Linked DNA regions of Mus musculus: region 2 is linked to region 1. A link is a contact called in public HiChIP or PLAC-seq data. All regions are on one chromosome and are shown on one strand. The core of a region is the stretch at or near the end of the contact, and the rest is flanking DNA. Distances in the headings are between cores, read along the strand shown.

Region 1 (6,793 bases), core at 1,677-4,176:
TGCTGGTAAACGGATGGCAGACCTGGAGATGTTTATACAGAGCTGAGAACTGGAAAAGGCCTGGTGAGTTCCTGTCTGGAGCCTCCTCTCCTGCCTCTGCTAGAAAGGAGTTCAAGCCAGTGTAGAGCTTAACACGTCATCAAAGCTCTTCTGTATACGGGTCAAGTCCAGAGTCAGGAGAAAACAGAACCTGGGCCAAATAAACAGAATCCTACAAAAATCTCAAAGTAAAACATCAAATAAAATGTACGCAGAGGGACTGGCTGGTGGGATGATTTGGCAGAGAGGGTACCTGCCTAGAGACCTGAGTTCAATCTCCAGGGTGCACATAAAAATGGAGGGAGAGAAACTATTCCACAGGACTGACCTCTGACTGCTGTATGTATGCCAGGGTGTATGCACTCACATACATAAACCATGTGCGCAAATGCACACCAATATCATTAAAATGTAATGTTTGTAAAGTACCAAAGTGTCTGGAGAGAAGCGCAGAAGTTAAAATCACGTGCTGCCCTTGCAGAGGATTTAGATTTGGTTTCCAGCATCCCCTCCGAATGGCTCATTAGTTTCCTGTAACTCCAGTTCCTGGGGACCCAATGCCCTCTGGCTTTTGTACACATGTGATGTACATAAGCTCACAAAAGCATACATGTACATTCAAATAAATCAATAAATATTTTTTAAGTACTCATGTACAAGCATGAAGACCTGAGTTCAAATCCCCGGCATCTATGTACAAAGCCAAGCAAAACCATGCATTCCCATAACCCCAGCACTGGGCCAGCAGAGTGGGAGGCAGGGCAGAGACAAGAGGCCTCCCAGGCTCACCAGGGCCCTCAGCAAAGACTAGGGAGGTCCCCCAGAGGCTTCTGTGTGCACACATAGCCGATTCAGAACCTGGGACATATTTCAAGCTCTGAATCACTAACACAGCTTTTACTCCCTGCTCTGCGGGAGAAAGACCTGAGGAGCAAAAGAAAAGCCCTGGGACTCAGAGATGTGAGATTCTGGTCAAGAGCATGTGCTGGAAGGAGGAGAAGAGAGCCTAGGTTTCACTTCATCTCCATCTGAGCTCTAAGCTAATGAATTTCAGTACTACAGGGCAGCGGGGAGGAAATTATGAGCTTCTATCCAAACCACAGATCTGAGAACAGCTGTCTGTTCTGAGCTGGCTTCACACGCACGCACACACACACACACACACACACACACACACACACACACACACACACACACGCGCGCGCGCCTCTACAGAGGATTTATGATGCGGTTAAGAAAGCTCTATCTGGGACCAGTCTGAAGAGTATTTGGTGAAGGAAGGTGCCTGGCAGGACAGATGTGCTTTGACCCCTACCTCACTGGCAGGGAGCTCTAGGGCAAACCCACCTCCCTCATCTGCCTGCACTGTCTCCAGCTATTCAGTGGAACCATTCCTTTGCATTTCATTTATGTCGGTGTCCACTAACAACAGCACACTGAATCTGTCTCAGTAGACTGCTGTGGAATACAGCCGCTGAAACTACTCTTAGGTCTTTGTCTCTGACATTTCCTTTCCAATTAGGCTCAAACAAAACCAATTCTGCCCAGCCTCCTGGATACAAACCTCAGGGTGTTCTTTAGCGAAGGCCTAGAAGGAACGCAAGTCCTTCAAACGTCTTACAGTCCTTCTTCCGAAGGCCCATCAACTCCTTTAATCCCTTCTATCTATATTGTTGAGCTCCTACAAAAACCAAACTTGACCTGAAATTTAAAGTACTTAAGTCTTTTAATTAAAAAAGTTTTGACAAGTGCATTTTTTTACAACTAATGTCTGTTTTTGTAACAGATAGCTACTGTGTCAACATCTAAGGGCTGTGCTTTGCACTGGGTTAAACACAGTTCAAATTAGAAAGACTATGCCACTGTGTTTGTCTAGAAAGGGTAGGCATGTGAAGGAGTGAAATGCCCTAAATTAACCTTGAAGCCCCACCTGACCCCCGCAGACCAGATAACTTCCTGGAATGCTGGGAGTTGTGGTTCTTGGGAAATAACAATACCTCATGGGAAAGTAAGATGGCCTATAGGCTTGTCTTTATTAACACCTCCTACCCCCACCCCCAAAACACAACACGTGTCTCAGAGCCACTCAGCAGGGAAATTCCGGGGAGTGGTCCTGATCAAAGTCCATCTCTTGGTCAGTATTTAATATTTAATAAAGCGTCTTTCAAATTTGGTCCCAAATGGGGGAGGTGGTTTTGCTCCAGTGCATAGCTCAGACCTTCCCTCCGAAGGGTCACATTTGTGATAAATTGACAGTATTTTGACCAGAGAAAAGTATGTTAATATCCATATGTTCGTGGAGCTCTTCAAACTTTAGATGTAAAGGGATGGGATTGAGACATCTTCTTCAGGGAAGAGGAGGGGGAGTCTGTGGGTGTAGAGAAAGAAACGAGCACAGGACTTAGGGCAAAGTTCCTCTGGGTTCTGCGGGGTGTTTAATTTTCAGTCTCTTCCCCTCCAGCTTTAAGCCTCCCTGGCTACTGGGATTTCAGTAAGAAGATTAAGGACAGTTAACGTTCCTCTTTGGCAAGTTTTGTCTTTGGGTAGACAAGGGAACTTTAGAGACACTCCCTTCCTGAGCTACTGGAGAAAAAGAGCAAAGTAGGTGGGGGAGGGGACCCCCCCCCCAGGCGGCTCTCTCCGAGTACTAGAGAGTGCTAGTTTCTGAATCCCGACAACGCAGAACAACCTAGTCTCTAAGCCCCAATGGAAAGACTGTACCATGGAGGAGGCATCATGGATCAGAAAGGTCTTTAAAAAGAAAAGAAACCTCATAGACTGTTTGTAATCGGTCAAATGAACATTCTCATCTAACCATGCGCAGCACCTCTTGTTTACAACTGGCACTCTACCCCACCCTGCCTCTCCGTCTAGCCCACAGTTGGAACGCAGTTGCATTGTAAATCTGACAGGCTCACATTTACACCACATTCTCTCCCATCCGGCCATGAGACTCAGGTGACCAGGAAGCATCAGCTGGAACAAGGACAACTCAGGAGTGCAGGGGGTGGGGGTGGGAGAAGCATGCCATGGGCTAATCCTTGACCACAGCAGAAATAAGCCAGCACATAAATGTCTTCTGCTCCCTGCGTACTTCCAAGTGAGCAGCTTTGAGAGAAACTTCAAACAGTGCTGTGGGGTGATGGGCCCAGTCCCCCAGCAGCGGCCACCAGAGCTCTGTGACTGTGATTAAGCTGTTGAAGATCTCTAGGATTCTACCTCCACTTTAAAAAGAAAAAAAGGGGGATACTTCCAAGAGTGGTAGCAAACACATATTTATATTCCAGCACTTGGGACATAGAGCAGATACAGGGTTCTAGGCCTTCCTTGGCTGAATAGTGAATTTGAAACAAGTGTGGGTTGTATGAGAGACCCAGTCTCAAACAACAACAGCACACATACACACACACACACACACACACACACACACACACACACACACACACCACTTACCTTGAAGGCCTACATTAAGCCACCTGCCTGACGTTGACACAGGGCTCCTATTGGGAATATCAGCTGGGACCCTTTCTAACCCTTTTGCCAACAATCAGAGATGAATCCTTCCATCCTTTGATTCCTGTTGGACCCCCGACCAGTTTATCCTTTCTTTACAGTTGCTTTGAATTCTGAAAAATGATGTGATCATTGCAGTGCGCCTTTTGTTAGGTCTCAAATTTGGGCTAACTGAGGTGCCTATTTAACATATCAAAGTGGACCCTGATCACCAGGTTCTCCCAGCATTCCTCAGTCCCTACCTGTTACAAGGTATGGCTGGCAAACCCAGTCCACTGAGTAAGGTGCCCTTCACACCTGCAAACCAAGAATTAAGCTGTCCTTCCCTATATAATCCAGCCATTTTGGTTACCCCGCCTTTTGTCTACCCTTCACTCTCCTGCCTCTGCCCTCTCCCTTTCCCTCACAGAGCTTGGCTCAAGCTCTTGTTCTCTGTGGATTCTCCAGGGGTAGCCTCTGGCTATGCTCTCACTCCCTTTTATATATATACAATAAACTACCTCCTCCTCCATACTTAGGTGTGGTCATGCTCTTCCTTTATTTTATTTTTCATTCACTTTTCTTGTCTAAATGATTTTTGGCTCTATCTTCCCTCAAAGCTCTCCTCTTTTTGCCTCTGCATAAGCATGGTGAGTGGAATTTCCCTACAGTTTTCAGTCTCCTAAGGTCCAGAGGCAGAGTGTACTGGCTAGTTTTGTATCAACTTGACACAGCTGGAGTTATCACAGAGAAAGGAGCTTCAGTTGAGGAAATGGCTCCATGAGATACAACTGTAAGGCATTTTCTCAATTAGTGATCAAGGGGGAAAGGCCCCTTGTGGGTGGGACCATCTTTGGACTGGTAGTCTTGGTTCTATAAGAGAGCAGGCTGAGCAAGCCAGGGGAGGCACACCAGTAAAGAACATCCCTCCATGGCTTCTGCATCAGCTCCTGTTTTCTGACCTGCTTGAGTTCCAGTCCTGACTTCCTTAGGTGATGAACAGCAGTATGGAAGTGTAAGCTAAATAAACCCTTTCCTCCCCAACTTGCTTCTTGGTCGTGATGTTTGTGCAGGAATTGAAACCCTGACTAAGACAAATTGGTACCAGGAGTGGGGTTTTCCTGTGACAACCTGAGCATGTTTGGGGGAGGACTGTGGAAGGACTTTGGAACTTTGGGCTTGAAGACCCATTCGATCCCTGTCAGATGTTGTGTAGGAGCTTGGAAGAGAATGTTGAGAACAGTGCAGAAGATGGAGGTATGGCTTGTGAAATTTCAGAGGGAAAATTAAAGACTCTTTTCAGGGCCATTGCTGTTTTGATTGTGAAGATTCTGTAGCTCTGGTTAGCTGGGGCTGAAGAATCAGCTGTGATTAACAAGATACCAAAACTACTAAAGCAAAAATTTTGCATTACTGGGACTATTGATGCTGGTTAGCTGGAGCTAAGAAATTAGCGGTGATTAAGAAGAGACCAGCATCGTTGAGGTAACATCTTCTGGGAAGTGTTTTCTGAAGCACAAAGAGGCTGTGTTCCAGAGATAGCCAAGGTTGTACTCCTGCTGCATCGGGACTTGGTAATGTGCAAGGGTCACCCAGGTGTTACTGGTTTTGAAGTCATGAAGGGGTCACGAAGAGCATCTGAGGCTCGGCACTGTGAGAGGCCATGGAAGGCCATTGGTAAAGGTGCAGCCTCAATTGCAATTGATGGCCCAGGATTGAAGAGGTCATGCAGTGTTTTGGAGATGCCAGTACCATGAGATGACCACCAAGAGCAGCAGCAGTGGAGTACAGGCAGCTGGAGCCTAGAAGACAAGCTGTGTGCTACAAAGGGTGTGGCTGGAGAAGTGACCCAAGCCCTTGGAAGAGCCCAGAAGATCATGAGTTGGATTCCAGACATTGGACAGTTGCTTCTTTGTCATGATGTTTGTGCAGGAATAGAAACCCTAACTAAGACACAGGGTTTGGTCTAAGAACCTGGGAACTCTGAACAGAGAAGAATTAAGCATCCTAGGTTCTGGGATAGAGTTGGTCTCCAAGATCTGGAACACGAGGCTCCTCCCACATTGACTATCTTCAGATGTCAGATGAAATGGACAAACTAGGCCATTGCCAGTGTTGCCTCTTTCCCTAACTTATTCCACCAAAGCCCGACATTACAGGTCTGCAAAGTGGTCTTGGGTCAATCACTTAACCTTGATGTCTATCCTTTCTCCCCACTCTTTCCCTGGAGACACTTTCAAACCCCAGGAGACCATCTCCCTGTCTCACCGTAACCTCAAAAATAGCTGGAGACTGATTATATGACTACTATAAACACCTGCTGATGGTGTGGAAGACGGCTGGGTGTTCTGTAACATGAAAGACGCCCGTCAAAACTGAGTGAGATCTGTCCTTATAAGCAGAGAATGAAGGAGTGTGTGGTTAGCTTGACACAGTCAAGAATCACTAGAAAATCCTTGGCGAGAAATTGTCTGGATTAGGTTGTCTCATGGGTACACCTGCGAGGAACTGCTGAACCATCTCTCCAGCCCCGGGAGGAATTTTCTTAATGGATTTAATTGAAGTGGGAATACTCACCCAAAATGTGATCCACACTGTATTTGAGGGCTGGGTCCCAGACTGAGGGGCAAGGAGAAAGCCAGCAGATCATTGGCAGTTATTCTCTCCTCTCTTGACTGTGGCTGTGAGCAGCTGTTTTCAAGTCCTGGCCACCCTGACTTCCCCTGCAATGATGGACTGTAACCCGGAACTGTAAGCCAAACAGACTTATTCTCCCTGTAATCGCTTCTGTCAGAGTATTTTTATCACAGCAACAGGAAATGAAATTAATACAGAGTAAGTACATTAAAATGCTTTAAAGTTTCTGTATCCTGGCAGGATTATGGGTAGAAACCTTCCCTTGTGGCTGGTGAATTTTCTAAGTTTGTTACAATAAATGTGTTATTTCGGATATAAATTTTAAGTAAAGCGTTCCAACTGAAACTGCCCTACCCAAAAGCTTGAGTCTCCTGCATTCCTAAGCCTTAAACAAACAGCTCCCCTGTGGCCCTGCCCCTAAGCCCTGTCCTCTAATCAATCTCACCCCCATTGTGCTGAATAGCAAACAAGATGGCTCCCCAGTGATGTGTTTACAAAAAGATAGAAATAAGAATATGTTCTATGGGGGTGTGGTGAGGTATGGGGTAAGGGGTTGTCTCGGTGGACCCAAGCCAAGGCATCCTTTCCTCCTGAGGGATGAGCCACATGATGGTATAGTATAGAA
Region 2 (6,793 bases), core at 2,157-4,656, 240 kb before region 1:
TTATTTAAACAAAAGAGAATAAGATGTACATGAAATACATATTAAGTACATATCAAGCACATATTAAATGCAGTTCCTTAGTTACAGTACCTCCATGGACTGTGCTCAATGGCCATATGCCACCAGGTAACTGCTTTTACATACCTGTGTGCTGGGACCTGTCCTCTTGGAGTGGTTCCACTGTGGTGTGCAGAAGTTCTGGCTGGCTCAGAAAAGGAAAGAATTGAGCCCCAGCCAACAGCCAGTCCCATGTATTTACTTTATTTGTTGGGGGGTGGGAGGAGCTCTGTGACTTCATATGATGCCAGCGTATGAGATGTCCAGATGAGCTCAGCACAATTTGTGGATTATTATTTTTATAATGTCTTCAGAATTATTTTCCTCATCCTGAGGACTGACCTCAGGGCCTACCACATTCTAGGAAAGCAGTCTACCCCTGCCTACACTCTTAGCATCAGGAGTAGATATTGATATGCTAACTTTGTAAGTTAGTTGTGTTATCTTAGATGAATCAAACGATCCCATCTTCTTATTTACAGGGTAAGAAGTTCAGTTGGGCTTCCTCCAGGATAGGACTATAGCCTATGATAAAGTGGTCGCTGCCTCTCTGAGGGTAGCTGTTCTACAGTGTTGTTCCTAAGTTATAGGACTATGCTGGCTAGTTTTATGTCATGAGACAAGCTAGAGCCATGTAGGAAGAGGAAACCTCAATTGAGAAAATTCCTCCACCAGACTAGCTTGTGGACACGACTGTATAGCAGTTTCTTCCTTGATGATTGATGAGGGAGGGCCCAGCTTACTGTGGGCAGTGTGACCCAATGGGCTATTGGTTCTTGGTGCTATAAGAAATAAGGCTGAGCAAGCCAGGAAGGAGCACCCCTCCATGGCCTCTACATCAGCTCCTGCCTCCAGGTTCCTGCTTTGTGTTTCTGCCCCAACTTGAGTGATGGAGTGGGACCTGAGAGTCTGAAGCTAAAATAAACACTTTCATCTTTGGTCATGATGTTTATCACAGCAATAGGAACCCTCATTAGGACAATGCTTTTAGCCACTGTGATGAATAAAAGCTGCGTGGTCCCCCTCAAATCCCATTCAAAATTCTAGCAGGAGAGGTTCTGATTAGCTTAGCTTGAGCCAGGAGACCACTCTTGGTTGCAAAGGCTGGGATTGAGGGGCAAGGTTATTTGGTCCAACCACAGCTGGTATGGGAGCAATCTTCAGAGAAGTCTGTATGCGACTGTGGGGAAAATCCCCATGGCCTGACTGTGATTCCAATGGAGAGAAAGTGGGAGAGTTTGGGAGTATAAACAGATGTGGAAGGTGGTTTAGTTAGTGCTGTATGAGAGACACATGGATGGGAAGGGTGTGGTTGGAGCAGAAGGTATAGAGAAAGGTTAGGCCACCAAAGGGAATGAAGTACAGATAAATAACCTGCATCTGGAGAGGAGAGGTCAATTTGGGAGATGTGTGAGGAGAGAGCAAATCTGACATGCAAAGACTCAGAGAGTCTCTGTGCCAGGCTTCCATGCGTCCATGTTTTAATAGGAGGTTCTGGGTGCACAGAGGGTACACACTGCCTGGGGAGTGGCACGTGGTTTTTCTCGTGTATGTAGCTGAAAGGAAAGACATGCTATTGGAAAGAGGCAAGAGAACCAGAAAAGCTTCAGGAAAGCTTCAGGTTTTGTTCTTTAGATCAGCACAGGTAAGGGAGGATGAAGTCCAGTGGCTTAACACTTCCTTCAGAAGCACAAGAAACGCAAACCTCAGTTATTTGTGGGGAAAATACACACACACATACACACACACACACACACGCACACACACACACACACACACACAATTTAAACAGTATCAACACAGAATTGGATTCCTCCTAGCCTTGTGGCTGACCAGATATCTTCTGCAAGCCTGCCTACCCTCTTGACCTGCAGCAGACACAAATAATAACTGTGTTTATCCTGTGGCAAGCATCACTTACAGACTTTGCACAGACACCATACCTACTGTTCATAATAAGAATGAAATTGAGCCTATCATCCCCACCCTCATGATAGAGATGAAGAGGCTTAGAGAGCTTGTGAGTGGCATAGGTGGGCATTAGATGCAAAACATTTGGGTTCAGAATCCATGCATTTAAAAATGATGCCATGTCACCCCTTAACTACTGTGATGGTTAATGTTGCCACCTTGGCAGGATCTAGAATCATCTGGGAGCTAACGGCCTCTGGGTATGGCGGTCGGGGTGTGTGTGTTTGTGTGTGTGTGTGTGTGTGTGTGTGTGTGTGTGTGTATTTGGATAAGATCCACACATTCTGCCTACTTTCCATGGCTAGGATCCTGGAGCTGTGCAATAGCAGGCATCCCCCTATCTGCTTCCTGAGTGTAGACACTATGACAAGCCAGCCTCCTGCTCCTGAGACCACATTGCTGCCTGCTGCCATGTCTTCCTCACCATGACTGACTTCATTCCTCTGGCAAAAATCAACTGTTTCATTTAAGTTGTTTTTGTTAGTGTGTTTTATCACAACAATGGGAAAGTAACTAAGACAGTTAATTTTTTTATACTTTTACTTTGTACCTATTAGTAATGTCATGTGATATCCCTTTATATGCCAACAGTTTCAGTCACAATATACTTCTAACAGGAAGACCTTAACTTTGGTGCCTCTCTGCCCTAAAGAGACAACATTCACAGAAGGGCTGAATATGCCTGTTCACAAGGTACTATGGGGAAGAATCATAAACAGTGAGAGAGACTTTCGGTAAGAGCTTTATGCTCTTAAAAAGCTAGACGAAATTCCACCACTCTCTTTTATCATACATGACCACTGTTTCTTTCCTGATAGAGGACAGCTACCACAGGTTCAACTTCTGCTTACCAACACACACACACACACACACACACACACACACACACACACACACACACGCACACACACACGCACACATGCATGCATGTATAGCACTCAGCATGAAAGAGCAATTGTGTCTCCTCAAAGTCTCATCTTTATCTGCAGATCACTTGCAGCCTCTTTGCCAGGGTAACTCTGCTATTTCAGACTTACTAAAAAACTCTGCTGTTCCAATGCCATTCTCTGAGGACAGAGGTCACATCCTTGCTAAGGCACCTTTTGCTTGTTCAAGGACTGTACACTCCCTCCCACGTCCCCCACTGCTTTCAATAGCTCTGAAGTCCTCTGTTGGGGTTCCTAGCTTCCATTGTACAACTACTAGTTTTACTTACATTAGTATGGGGGAGGGAGAGAGACAAATTTGTTCCAGGAAGGCAGGCCAACATGCAAATGCTTTGCCAAATTTTCTCAATTTCATTATTGGATGGAGCAATGTCAGTATTCTGAATGTCAAATTATCAAATCCTATTGCCTAGTGGAAGTTGGCAGCCCTGAGCCCTTTTATGTGAACCCTGGACAAGACATTTAAGTTAGGTTGCTTTGCATAACAAGAGACAGAGAACTTCATTAGTGATACTTCCAGGAAAGGGAGTTTCAGCTGGAGCCTCTACGTGGATTGTAAGACCTGAGTCTGCTTGGTAGGCTGCCTGTCTCTCCTACAGGACTTGTGCCTAAGCTGTTGCTTCTTTTCGCCACCTTCCATAGGTGTGTGCTTCCTCTGTTGGCTCCCTGACTTCTTCTCTCTGACTTTTGCAGAGCTTACTGGAAATCCAGTCCCTGTGTGGCATGATTTGATGCTGAGCCTTTATCCTAATAATGATTCTTGGATTCCTTCTCTGTGCATATATTAGTTTACATTCCTGAGAGAAAGAATCTGCATGAGTCCACAGATGTCTTTGGAACACCAGGTAAGGCGTTTCAGAATAGCTTTGGCAACTGTCTTTCCTGTTCCAATCATTAGAATGCCGGGAGCCACTCAAGTGGTAGAAAACAAGGCTGCTGGCCATAAGCACTTGTTTCTCTCTCTCTCTCTCTCTCTCTCTCTCTCTCTCTCTCTCTCTCTCTCTCTCTCTCTCTCTGTCTCTCTCTCTCTCTGCAGTGTGTATGTGTGTGTGTGTGTGTGTGTGTGTGGTGTGTGATAGAAATTACTTTATCAGGACCTATGGTGTAGTAAGATATTTGGGGCAAAATGAAATAATATCTTTGTGACATCTTTGACTTTAAATTAAAATTAGACCATAAAAATTTAGAAACTTTACATTTGCATTCCTTCCTGGCCATCTTTCACATATAAGATGATGTGTATTTCCCAAAGTTCATGATTCAACAAATTCATGTATTATTTTGAAAAATACGTTTATTAGCAAATTATCAAAAAAAGCTTAAAGGTTACACAGTCTCTTTCATCTGCTTACGTTTCCATGGCGTCAGAGGCTGCTCCAACCTCCTCCCTAGTGTGAGACCCGCCCTCTTAGGCCTCACTTTCATGCAGGATGAACCATGAACCGTCCTTGTAAACCAAACTGCTGGACAAAACAGGGAGAGTTCAAAGGTCTTAGCCTTGCTTTTTGGCGTCTGATATAGGACCTGCAAAGTCAGAGCTCCCAAAACTCCCTCCAAGGATAACTTTGAGGAGAGAACTAGTGAGCTTGGGAGAAGAGTATATTTCAGTGATAAAAAGGGAAAAGCATCAGGTACAAAGATTGAAACTTGTTTTTCATAATTTTTATTTTAAATGGTCTCATAACCAAGTATTCAGACAGTATCATACTCCTTCCCACGTTAAAGTTCCACCTGTTTGCTTTGTTTTTGTGTTGTGTTTTGTTTTGTTTTGTTTTGTTTTGTTTTGTTTTGTTTTGTTTTGTTTTGTTTTGTTTCAAGAAAGAATTTCACTTTGTAGCCTGGCTATCCTGGAACTCACTTTGTTAAGTAGGCTGGCCTCTAACTTACAGAGATCCACCTGCCTCTGCCTCCCAAGATCTGGGATTAAAGGCGTGCACCACCACCACCTGGTGTCCTAGGGTGATTTTTAAAGATTCCCTAGGTTAAATGGAGTCATCATTTCTTTTTGCCCACATTCTCTTCTTAAGAAAGTTTCTTGCTAACAACTTTGAAAAGATTGACTCGTGCTTTGAGTAATTCCATAAGATCTATGACAGGAGCAGAGCTATTCAACACCTACAGTGGTGCAGCCACTGTGCTTGTAAACAGCCCTCATCTATGATCCTCTGAACAACTCTGTCTTTCTCTGTCTTTGTCTCTGTCTCTGTGTGTGTCTCTGTCTGTCTCTGTCTCGCTCCCTCCCTCCCTCCTTCCCTCCCTCACATACACACATGCTCACACACAAAGGTAGATAGAAGGGGACTAGTTGACTAGTTGAGAAGAGGAAGAAGTTTATTGGAAATAGGAAAAGAGGATAATGGGATGAAAATAATTAAAATATAATATGCCCAAGTGTAGAAAATTCACAATAAAATCCATTATTATATAATTATTATATGCTAAAAATGAAATATACTGTATACAATTATCTTCATGCTATGTGTATATGGTATATATAATATTAACATAGTGATGAATCTTATGCTTACACTTGGTTTACTACCCAAGGCCACTCATACTTTGTATGCAAATATTATCAAATCTTCCCAACTCTAACAAGGCTTGTCTAAATGTCTTCATATAGATCCTCAACCTGTATTAGGATTGACTGTAGAACATCCCAAAATTACATGTAGCTGACGTCACAGACACTGAAGGTCTAGAGAAGAACCTGGTTTCCGTGGGAAACTGGAGAGACTATAGAAGGAGTAAAGACAATATGGGAAGAAAGAGCAGAAGTTATCTGCCCAGAGATGCTGAGTTCCTCAAGCTGCATCAGGAGGGGCAGAGGGTCCTTTCCAGCTCAGACAATACAGTCTTCTCTATGAAGGTAAGTCTGTTTCACTTGTGCCTATTTTTAATCTGGATGAAGGCTGCTTTTGGTGGTGTGTCAAAAGACACAAAGAAATGGCCTCCACTCCTCCTGGAATTCTCCACAGGAGACTGAAAGCAGGCACCAAAGCATGCATTCGGTAAGCATTTGCAATGAATAGCAGTCTTGTCTGGGGTGGATTTCATGAGCAACTTCTGCCACCCACATGCAACTTAGTAGAAAAGTTTTCCCAGTGAGCTGCATGGTTCAGTTACTGTAACTACTCAGCATGTTATACTGAGAGTGTCTACTGTATAAGAAACACACTGCCAACAGCTCAAGATCCCCCAAGGGCATTAGGTGAATTGCAAGTCAGGTTTTTAATAAATCACAACCACTGTGATATTTACTGTGGACCATTGAATGCTGATGGGTTCCAGTCACGTGTCAAAATGGGTTCCAACCCTATTTCTCTTGACTTCCATGGAAAATGGATTCCAAGTGAAAACAAGGTGCTACAAAAGACTTTCTGCAATAATTCTGAACAAATCAATAGAATTTGAAAAAGGTTTCCTCAAAAAAAACCTTTTTACTAGAAAGTTAACTAAGACACACCTGAATAGATTGTATCTTCTGAGACGTGATCTCTGGCTCACCAGCTCCCCATTTATGTTGATGCCTTCTTATGTGTGGTGGTAGATTCTGTAATTGTCTAAGGCATTTGCCACTCAGTGTGATCACTTTGAATTAGGAGCACACATGACCTTTAACTAATGGCATTGTAACTGGATAAGAGTATTAACAATTGAAGAGTCTTAGCTTGCCTTCTGGACAAGGTCTAGGAAAGGTCACAAAGTCTCAACCATGGGAAGCAAGGTGTCAGGCTTTGAGCAATAACAGGTACCGCTTTTCTTGTTGAAAGGAGCAGACAGTTTAACTATCTGGATGTGAGGCCAAGAGTGAGTTA

Evidence for each region. HiChIP or PLAC-seq counts read pairs in DNA pulled down with a chosen protein or histone mark.
Region 2: a contact with region 1 is called in an H3K27ac HiChIP or PLAC-seq map of embryonic stem cells, with 9 read pairs. The contact joins two enhancer-like sites. A contact is called at or near these places in 1 of 115 datasets of contacts at active chromatin or transcription factors (embryonic stem cells) and 1 of 9 other capture datasets (embryonic stem cells).

The regions. Positions count from the first base shown.
Region 1 is chr14:47,852,689-47,859,481 of GRCm38.p6, reverse strand. No RefSeq gene overlaps it. Among named protein-coding and RNA genes, the nearest start is that of Gm35360, 42 kb to the right of the region's middle. Within about 2 kb of position 2,926, at least 10 of the 459 cell types and tissues checked have an H3K27ac peak or open chromatin away from gene starts, as enhancers often do. A contact at or near this core is called in embryonic stem cells, where this site is marked.
Region 2 is chr14:48,096,079-48,102,871 of GRCm38.p6, reverse strand. No RefSeq gene overlaps it. Among named protein-coding and RNA genes, the nearest start is that of Peli2, 21 kb to the left of the region's middle. Within about 2 kb of position 3,406, at least 3 of the 459 cell types and tissues checked have an H3K27ac peak or open chromatin away from gene starts, as enhancers often do. A contact at or near this core is called in embryonic stem cells, where this site is marked.